3 separate regions of the Drosophila melanogaster genome follow, and regions 2 and 3 are each linked to region 1. A link is a contact called in public Hi-C data. All regions are on one chromosome and are shown on one strand. The core of a region is the stretch at or near the end of the contact, and the rest is flanking DNA. Distances in the headings are between cores, read along the strand shown. Region 1 holds the start of caps (capricious). Region 2 holds the start of CG10171. Region 3 holds the start of CG11279.

Region 1 (3,208 bases), core at 338-2,837:
AATACACAGTAACTCTGAAACCCATAAGGTTACAAAGCTTATTTGGTTTAATGCCGCTAAATATTTTTGTTCTTCTACAGCCATTTCCTTGAAGTCTTCTTGAGTTCGGTCCAAACTGTATACACCTTTCGAATTCCTCGAACTTTAGTACATCCCAGCATCTTAGACTTACGCCAGCTCACGTCTAACCCATTCCCAGTTGGCCAGGCCAGTGGGGCCAAGTTGACATTCCTCAAAAGTGTCAACGAGAAAGGCCCACAACACGAGACATTCGGACCGCTCAGCCGCCCAGTCGGCCAGCTGCCCGAGCCTCCAAACTGAGCCCCACCTCGTTCATTCATAAAGATCCACATCTCCATAAAGAGGGGCAAGCAAACACGAGTCCAGGCAGCACCTAACAAGTTCCCGGAATCGCACAAACCTCGAAAAGTTCTTTAAGTTTTTCGCTCTAACGAAACCTGTTCCCCAGACAGAAACCCCAAAATTGAGACGGCTGGCCCTGGACGGAAACTCCGAGCGAGTCTGCGGCCCGAGACATAATTAATGATTTCAAAATTTCACAACGAAAACTCATAAAACTTATCGATCGAACATTGAAACAACAGCAGCAATAAAAGAAAAGAGAATGTCATGCTGCTGTCAAGGCGTTTTTCTGGCCTTAAAGAGCTTCTTCATTAAGTGTAACGGTAATATCTGATAAGGTCAATCTTTAGTTATGCATTTTATCCTGTTTACACACTATTTTAAACAAATTATAGTAAAACAACCAATTTACGCCTTAAACTAGCTATTTTTTAGCTATGTAGCGTATGCTCTAAAGTTATTCATATGTGAGGTAACGTAAATTTGCTTAGATTATTGATTAAAATTCAATGGTTATCAATCAAAATATTACTAAATTAGCCCTATTTCAGTCTAGTTGTATAGCAATATTCTCTCCATCACTAAAAACCATTTTTCTTCTTTTTCATACTGAATATCAGTATTTTCTTCTAACTATATTAAAATATATTTAAAATGCTGCGCACCAAAAACAAAAAAGTAAATATAAGGTATTAACTAAACTAATTAATATCAGTACTAAACTTAGTAACATCACAGCACAGAATAATAATTAGGCACCAAACGAAGGACTTACCGCGATAATTTTGGCAATTCGTGGCTAGTTTGTTAGCACGCACTGTTGTCAAAACAAAAATGTTAGCCCAAACACAACGTTAACCGAAAGCACAGCTACAAATCTTTGAGATACTATTTGGCGGATAGTCTCCTCGCTTTTTGTTTTCATTGATGAAGAAGCGGCGCGGGCATTTCATTAATTCTGCACACACGTTTCGCCGATGACGATTGACGATTGACGATTTTGCTATTTGCGATGACCCGCGTGCCCCGCCCACAAAAAGCAAGTTGCCCGCACAACAACAACAGCTACAACAGCGACCGACCGATGGTGGTGGTGGGTGGGAGAGGAGGTTGAAGAGAAGGGTGAGAATTTGCACGCGCGAATCTGCTGAGCTGTCTGCTATAAGGAAATAACGGTGCGCTCCACAATGTGTCCAAACACGTTCACGATTTTTTTCGAACTAACGCTGTATTGTATCTGTGTACGCCACGAACTTCAAAACCTCGATTCTCAGCCGCTGTTAAGTGCCGAAGTGAGCTAACAGAACACGAGAGCGGGAGAGCAAGACCACGAGGCAAACACATACACATACGAAGAGAGTGTGATTGTGTGCAACAGCACGAACGCATACTTCGGCTTTTTGTGCAAAAATCATATGGGATGCTCTCTCGCTCAGATAACGGGGCTTATCTGAGCCGGCAAGACTCAAGTTGGATTCTCATTGAGTCAGATAAAGTGAGACTGGATGGTTTGAAACCACGCTAACTAAAATATCATCTCAAAGGACTGAGTTTTGAAAGGATCTAAAGTTATATTGTATAAGTATTGTTATCCAGATTGAATTAACATTCAATCATATTTTGTTCGATATATACAGGTTTTCAATAAAGAAATAAAAGAAATTTTCATACCCTTTATCAAGTACCCACGAAAGTTTTGGCTATAAATTCATTGCAGAGCCTAATACAATTTCTTATCAAGCCGTAAACAAAAGAAAATCTTTGATTTTCCATTAGTCCTATCTCCCCCCATTTTCTATCCAATAAGATGTCGTACTTCCGCCGCCCACAGCTAATTAGCCTTCACCGCTCACATTGACCGGTCCCAATTAGCCCTGCCCATAGAGGCTCCAATAAGTTCATTGCTCGCCCAGCACACATATGTAACTTTCTTATCAGATGCGATGCTAAGTAAAATAAATAAATAAAAAAGAACCAACAACAACGACATGTAAATCTGATTTTTTGGGAGCGGTTGCAGCAGAGACACCAATAACGCCTAAAATGAATGCAAATGGAGCAGTCAAAGATAAACAGAGAGGAAAATTGAACGGAGAACCGGCACCACTCTCTCGCTCTTAGATAAAATTCCCAACTCGATTGGGTTTCCACCAATTTTCTCTCTCGGAAAACCACACGCGTTATCTGGCTCTCTTTCATAGTTCGCCTAAGCGCGGCTAGATGGCGCCAATGTGCTGCCGAAGTGCGAATTGCATTTCAGATGCTTTTTGTTTACCAACGAAAAAGTGGGTGGTGTTTGTACGGTGAAAGGGGGGAGGGGGGTGTCGGCAAATGCGGTTGCATTCTTGGAAATGTTTGCAAAAACCGTCGCCGGTTTGCTGCTACCACAAATGCCGCGTAATCACTTTTTGCGACTACGTCGACGTCACCGGAAGTTGCAACACGTCGCCGTCTACGCACACAAACGTAAAAACCTACATACGATGCATATGCCGTTAATGCCGAACTGCCACACCCCAGCAATTGCAAATTTCATCCCACCCCATGCCAACGCCTTGCAAATTTTCAAAAAAAAAGAAAATCGAGGGGGAAAGAAAGTTGGGAACCTTCGGTGGAGTTGAGTTATCGCTCGCAGTTTCATTGTACGCCCCCCACCACCCACAATCTTTGCACTCTTTTTGTGAACACATGTGTGAACAACTGCAGTCGGCAAACCACCCTTTTACGTACACTGAGAAAAATATCCGATATATTCTGCAAATTAGTATTGGCCACGTCTAAAAATTTAAAATTCAAAATTTATTATAATGAAAGAAAAATTCTGTAGTCCAAATAAAATCAATTC
Region 2 (3,636 bases), core at 465-2,964, 160 kb before region 1:
AAGATCTGGGAGCCCAAGTTGCGTGGCGTTTCCGGGGAGTTTGTGGCCCACAGCAAGGCGGTGCGCAGCGTAGACTTCGACTCCACCGGTCACTTGATGCTCACCGCCTCCGATGACAAGTCGGCGAAGATATGGCGCGTTGCCAGGCGGCAGTTTGTGTCTTCGTTTGCACAGCAAAACAACTGGGTGCGCAGCGCCAAGTTCAGTCCCAATGGCAAACTGGTGGCCACCGCCAGCGATGACAAGTCGGTGAGGATCTACGATGTGGACAGCGGCGAGTGCGTGCGCACCTTCACCGAGGAACGAGCCGCTCCACGGCAACTGGCCTGGCATCCGTGGGGCAATATGTTGGCCGTCGCCCTCGGCTGTAACCGCATCAAAATCTTTGACGTTTCCGGCAGCCAGCTGTTGCAGCTTTACGTGGTGCACTCGGCGCCGGTCAACGATGTGGCCTTTCATCCCAGCGGACACTTCCTGCTCTCCGGAAGTGACGACCGCACCATCCGCATCCTAGACCTGCTGGAGGGAAGACCCATCTACACTTTGACGGGCCACACTGATGCGGTGAATGCGGTGGCATTCAGTCGCGATGGCGACAAATTTGCTACCGGTGGCAGTGATCGCCAGGTGAGTTTCTGTTTCTTAATAAAGGTATGAAGATAATTTTACTCCTTGATTTCTGTTTCGCTTGCAGCTCCTGGTCTGGCAGTCGAACCTACACACCTATGATGCTTCGCAGTTTGAAGCCAAGTCTGCGCTGGCTTCCTCCAGTTGCGAAAGCAGTGGCGTTTCCTCCAAACAGAGCGAAGGCAGTTCGACATCCAAGTCCAATGACCTTAGTATCCGCATTGATCCGCGCCAATCGCTGGCCTATCAGCTCTCGGAAGAAAACTTTCAGGTGCTCGACAGTAAACATTCGACGCAGCCGGAGAAGGTGCTCGGTCACGGCATGGACTTCAAACAGCATAGCTCCAGTCCGCGCTTCTTTTAACCAACACGTTCAGTAGCCTTTGCCGCACATAACCAGCCGAACATTCCGCAGGTACTGGATGTGTCCATCGAATCTGGGTCGGACTTGTGCTCCTGTTCCGCGCGGCTGGACGAGATCAGCAAACTATTGGACTCGATCGATGAGCGTGTGCGACGATTGGAGGGCATATACTCTTTATAGCCTTCTAAGCTCCCTAAAATACAATTAAACGTAGTTAAAATTAATGTACCAATCATAATTAATAGCGATCCTTGATAATTAAATTGTGAAATTATTAAATATATCTGCTCCACTGTATGACGCATTTTATAAAAAGCAATTGAACAATTTTAGATCCATCACTATGAATTTTATTTTGCAATTTAAAATTAAAATGATTGCTGTAAATACCCTTTTTCGTTTAAATATATTTATTTTTATAAAATATTCAAAGGGGTTCCGATGGCTCATACCCCTAAAAAGAAAATGGTAAAGATCTTACTCTCTAAATATGTTTATTTAATAACAATCGTGTTCAAATTAACTTTATTTGGATATTTTGAATTCATTTAAATGCCTAAACAAGATTTTAAATACTGAGAGCACACTCGAATTTATAATATATATAAGAATAAAAGTAATAAACAATTTTTACATAGAAACAAAATTATTTTTCAAAATAATTTATTTAAAATTGAATCTTCATTTAAAAACGGAATGGGTTGAGTCTTCGTTGAACTAAAAGCCAGGTTGCCATACATTTGACACATTAACATTTGGTATTTTCAAACACTAGTCAACGGCATCACTGGCTCATATAAATAAACAAAACCCGCCGGAGAAAGTGGCGATAAACAGCGCCCATAAAACGTCAAGATGCGTGACTGGATGCCAGTGCTCTTCTGCGGACTGTCCGTGCCGATCTCGCTGTTCATGTGGCTGGGCAATGTGGCGCTGTCCAAGTTCTGGAGCAGTGACTTTGAGGGTGAGCTATATGGATTCCAGTGCGAACGTTACCTGGGGTCAACTAATGCCAAAAGGTTATCCGACAGAGTCCCGGGTGATTCCGCCGGTGCGCTGGCTCTTCTCCACACTGGCGCCCTTGGCCCTGATGACTGTGGCTCTGCGCCGGAGGAGCGTCAACCGATCTGGAGCTGCGCTGGGCATTCTGGTGGCCTTCATTCTCTCCATCGCCAGCCATCCGTTCTTCGCCAGCTTGGTGGTGTTCTTCTTCAGCTCATCGCGGGCCACCAAGTTCCGCGCGCACATGAAACGCCGTTTCGAGAGCGATTTTCGCGAGGGCGAAGGCCAACGAAACTGGATACAGGTACTCTGCAACGGAGGCATGGCCGCCCAGCTTGCATTGCTTTATCTGCTGGACTGCGGTAGTGGCGAGCGGGCGGTGGACTTCGCACGAGAATACCGATCCAGCTGGCTGGGTGTGGCCGTTATGAGTGCGTTTGCCTGTTGCAATGGCGACACCTGGTCCAGTGAACTAGGATCCGTGCTGTCGCAACGCGATCCAGTTTCTATCATCACCTGGCGCAGAGTGCCGCGCGGTACCAATGGTGGGGTTTCGTTGCTCGGCGTCGCGGTGAGTCTGCTCGGCGGTCTGCTCGTCGGCTTTGGCTATTTCGTCACCGTTCGTTACACGGTTGAGGCCAAAATGCTTCTGATTAGCCCACCACAATGGCCAATCATCGCCTTCGGTGGCATCGCTGGACTTTTTGGGTCCCTTTTGGACTCTGTCCTAGGTGGTCTGCTGCAGTTCTCGGGCATCAATGAGGAAGGCAAGATTGTGGATACACCTGGAAAGGGAGTGCGCCACGTAAGCGGACTGCGCATCCTGGACAACCATAGTGTCAACCTGATTTCCAGCATCGTCACCGGCGTCACCATTCCTCTCCTGGCCCAGAGATTCTGGCCCGTGCGCTAATGCTGTTTTGGATTAGGATTAGCTGCATTCAATAGCTAAAAATGTCAAAGGCTGCCTCACAAGATTGAATTCCGTGTTAAACATAAACCCATCCTCATAAAGCCTTTTAGACAGGTATATATGTACAATTGTTAACCATTTATAATTTCATAACGCCGGTGAAATACCCTCCATAGATATATTTTTATGAAGCTTACATATCGCCTAGCGAACTAACCAACCTATGAGACTCGATGAAAACAACGATTGGGCACCGAATAGCCAAGGCAGTTAGATTATATTTACTCTAAGGTAGCTAACCATGTTCCTTTACGGATTATGACGTTGTTGTTACTGTGACTGTTCACCTCCATTTTGTGTATTAACTCTACTAAACACGAACCGTACATGTGGATCTATTGTCATTGTCTCGAAATTCTCGTACGTGACGGAATACATTTTCTGATTTGGTTATGTATATTCTTATGGCGTCATCTCAAGTTGTTTTCAACAATTTGGAGATCAATGATTGGTTCCCGCTGGAATAATTTTAGCAGACCTCGCTCCAAATCGAATGTTTTGCTTATTGCACAAGCAATTGCTGTTGTGGTGATTAAAATATTCATGAAATTTCTATAACACAATTCGAAATTTTTGAATTTGAGGTAATAGAATAGAATTAAGTTCTTCAACTGAGGGTTTTAAAAATATCTTTTGTTCGAAATATAGCTACTACTCATAAAGTCTTCGA
Region 3 (3,441 bases), core at 749-3,248, 180 kb after region 1:
TATAGTATATATAGTACATCTTATCTTATAGATACACTTAGCATATTATCTTTTTCTTCTGCCTCCTTTCAAGATAGTTGAAGAGTAGTTCATCCTTCATGACATATTCAAAACGCCCTGAAAAAGTGGCGAGTGTGCTTGAATAGGTGTCAAAAAGTTCCGAATGCCTGATATCAACGGATTCTTTCCGGCGCTAAAACAGCATATCCGAAAAGGGGCATACCGCCAAATTGCTGGTTGAGTGCAGAAATGCATTTGCATGCTGGGAGCACTTTCAATCTGGTGCTAAACTAAAAACGCAAAACGCCCAAAAAAAAAACGACTAACGAGCACCTGGGGATCCTGTCACCTGTTCCTCAGTTTAGTGGGCGGTGGGCCGGTTGGGAGTGGCTAATTTGCATGCGATTGAAATGGCGCGGAATCAAAGTGCTTGATAAAAGGGGGTGAGTGATAAAAGGGGGTGGGCTGCAACAAGGGGAAACAAAACAAAAACACGCAATCGGCTGTGAATTTTTCCGGCTGCATGTGAGTGCGGGATGCTGGCTAATTAAAAGCGCATCAAAAGCGGACAGAATTTGCATAGCAAACGAAACGAAACGTTGCGAAAATTAAATAGAAATTGTTAGTGGCACTTTTTCCTTTTCACTTCGTCAAAGCTGCCTGCCAATGACTAAAAAGTTTGTCATGAATAGCTGTCGTTAAAGGAGCGGAATTACGGAATTTTGGAATTCCCCCGAATTCTGGGCGAACGGAGCCACAGCGAATCGTCCAATAAATGTCAGCGGAACCAACTTTGTTGGCCAACTATTTTTATAATTAAACAAACTGATTGTGATAAGTAGGAAGCTGAATGCAAAAGTTCTTCCAGCAGCGGCCACCAAAGGTCCGCTCATAAATTGGCCAAACGTCAAAGTAAGCATTGTACTACTTGGTCAACAAGTCCTTGAGACAGCGTTGGGAAAAAGTCAAAGCTCACGACAAGAAAACTTAATGAAAACTTCAAAAATTCGTATAATTTGCACGGCATTTAAAAGAAAATGTTATCGTTCTTAGTAATTTGCATTCATTGTGAAACATACTGAATAAAATATTCAAGATTGTAAGACAATGTACTCTGCATTTGGCAACATTTAACTTTTTATAACATAAAATAGTTCATACTAACATTGAAAATGAATTTGTTCATTTAGTATAGCTTCTAATGAATGAATTTAGTATCAAATATTAGGTTCACCTGACCATCAATAGAAATGCAATCCTAAAACTCAGCGAGAACTACAAAATTTAAGTAACTTTCTTAATTTAGTAGACTGTTGAGAGATTGCAGATACTAACAACGCTTTAAAGCTCATATGCTCTGATATTAGGCGGATTTGTTAATCCTTTTGGCAATCTTAAGAGGAGAATTCGTTTCCTTTGGGTTCCAATCGATGCTATAACAAAGGAAATAGTTTTAGAAATGTTTTACTATACAATATGCAGGTCATTTGGTTATCAACAGAGTACTTATGCCTAGAGTAAGCTATTCCGCGGACTTGGCGGTACTGGCCGCCGCAGCCGCCTTCGCCTGGGAGGCGTGGTGCTTGGCCACCGCCTCCTGGGCCTTGCTCAACTGGATGTAGCCCTCGTGGGCGCGGGAGCGCAGTTCGCTCTCCACGCTCTTGTTGACCGACTTCGAAATAACGGACTTGATCTTCTGCGTCTCATTGAACTTGGCCTTTTTCGCCTGAATTGGCGCATCTGTAAATTAATAAAACAAAAACATAGAATTTGGAGAAGATTGTTAAGCATGTGGGTAATCACTTGATCGACGGGTGAAAGCAGCTTGCTTTTGGTTCTTCTTTTTCTGTATCGCTGCTGGTAGCTTGGCCTTCTTGAATTTTCCCTGTGGCATCTTTACAAATGACAAATTTTTATCAAGAAAACGAAATATAAATGTTTTGCTGTGCAGCACGTTGTTTTGGTTTTGCCCCACACCGATAAGTCTATCGATTACGTCCTATCAATTTAAGCGGACTGCCAACCTATTGCATCCTCTTTGAGCCACTTGGCGCGCTTTTCAAATCACTCAAATTGGTTTGTTCGGTTTATTTTATTTTCGATTGCTGGCTCACTTATATATAACTTGTAACATATATCAAAAGGGAATACTAAAGCCGCAGACGGCTTCAGCAATCCGCCTTCCGCTTTCTCGAAACTAAACACAAAAATTTTACAAATTTCAATGCAAAACTCAGATTGCTCGCGATAATCGTTTTTAACAAGAAATAATTAACATTTAAAAGCGCTGAATATTGTTTATATGCAAGTTAAGTGGGATTCAGTATCCTTATTTACTTATGTATATATATGTAGATATATATGTATAATTATAAATATGGTATTTGTTTTTATTTTTTGCTTTAGCTTTTCCTCTACATTCTTGTTGTCTTTGCTCACTTGGTGATTAAACAGAGTTCTCAACGATCGAATATTTTGTTTCTTATAAAAATCGTTTTACAAAAATCTATGCGTGTGTGTGTGTGTGGGTTGTGTATGTTTGCGTGTGTTTGTTGAATATGGGCGTAAAAATAAAACAATTAACTGTTCAGTTTGGCAACGATAACGCCAGTTACGATTAAACCTATTATCACAGCGATCACCAGGAGTATCAAGATCTTGCGCCGGTAGCTCTGGCGACTCCTGGCCGCCTTGGCCAGTTCCGAGGTGCCATCCTCAACGTTGGCGGCCGTCTGCTCAATACTGTTCTCGATGAAATCTGGAAAGAAATTGAGATTTGCTTAGAAAGTGTAATCAAAAACAAGTACAAAAACCTTCCATCAAGCAAGCACCTAGAAATTTTCAAAACTATTACTAATAAGGAGTGAAAAATTTTGGATATTTAAACCTGTAATAGCAGTCAGTAAATATTTTATAATATTTGCTTGCTCTTATCAGTTTCTTCTTATTTTTGTAAGACCCGAAATAATTGATTACTGTTCAAATAAACAGGAAGTTAAATTAAACGATATGATAAGCGTATGCACACATTACTTGCCAAATGACACGGGTTTTCATAAAAGATATGGAAAATTAAAACGTCTAAGTCGTTGTTGATAATTCCAATCAATTTCGAAATGTGCATTGTTATTGAAGCAAAGTCAATGATTCATAATTTCTTGCACATGTTTACTTATCAACTCATTTGAGAGATTTGCTATGCAACCTTTAAGCAACTGATAAGCTCTGAATATTTTGTTTTACCAATGGATTTCTCCATTTGGACGCTATTAAATATGTGGAACTGCGTGCATTTGGGTCGTAAAGTGAGAGCCCTAATTACGGCTTGTGGTTTCTCGATTTGCGGTCGTTGAGCCCCACTTGGATGGAGATTACTCACCCATCTGCTGCCCCTGATCGTGCACCAGTCCACTCAGCTGGGTCATGATCTGGTTGACATCG

The links. Hi-C and Micro-C count contacts between places; a contact is called where the count stands out from the background.
Region 2: a Hi-C map of the Kc167 cell line shows a contact between it and region 1, with 2.2 times the contacts expected there. A contact is called at or near these places in 11 of 107 Hi-C or Micro-C datasets (the Clone 8 cell line, the D17-c3 cell line, the Kc167 cell line and 5 more) and 2 of 7 datasets of targeted methods (both in the Kc167 cell line).
Region 3: a Hi-C map of the Kc167 cell line shows a contact between it and region 1, with 4 times the contacts expected there. A contact is called at or near these places in 17 of 107 Hi-C or Micro-C datasets (the Kc167 cell line, the PNm cell line, the S2 cell line and 6 more) and 1 of 7 datasets of targeted methods (the Kc167 cell line).

Annotation. Positions count from the first base shown.
Region 1 is chr3L:13,227,071-13,230,278 of dm6, reverse strand. It overlaps caps (capricious), which reads right to left and starts at 1,587. Exons shown (of 4, transcript NM_168540.3): 1 at 1,139-1,587.
Region 2 is chr3L:13,385,985-13,389,620 of dm6, reverse strand. CG10171 reads left to right here and starts at 1,714. Exons shown (of 3, transcript NM_168542.3): 1 at 1,714-1,955; 2 at 2,011-3,020; 3 at 3,083-3,636. The coding sequence starts at 1,847. The coding sequence ends at 2,906. It overlaps Poc1 (Proteome of centrioles 1), which reads left to right. Exons shown (of 2, transcript NM_140383.2): 1 at 1-627; 2 at 695-1,322. The coding sequence ends at 991.
Region 3 is chr3L:13,045,534-13,048,974 of dm6, reverse strand. It overlaps CG11279, which reads right to left and starts at 1,998. Exons shown (of 2, transcript NM_001300127.1): 1 at 1,804-1,998; 2 at 56-1,740. The coding sequence starts at 1,894. The coding sequence ends at 1,523. It overlaps Syx13 (Syntaxin 13), which reads right to left. Exons shown (of 3, transcript NM_079330.3): 2 at 3,380-3,441; 3 at 2,081-2,758. The coding sequence ends at 2,580.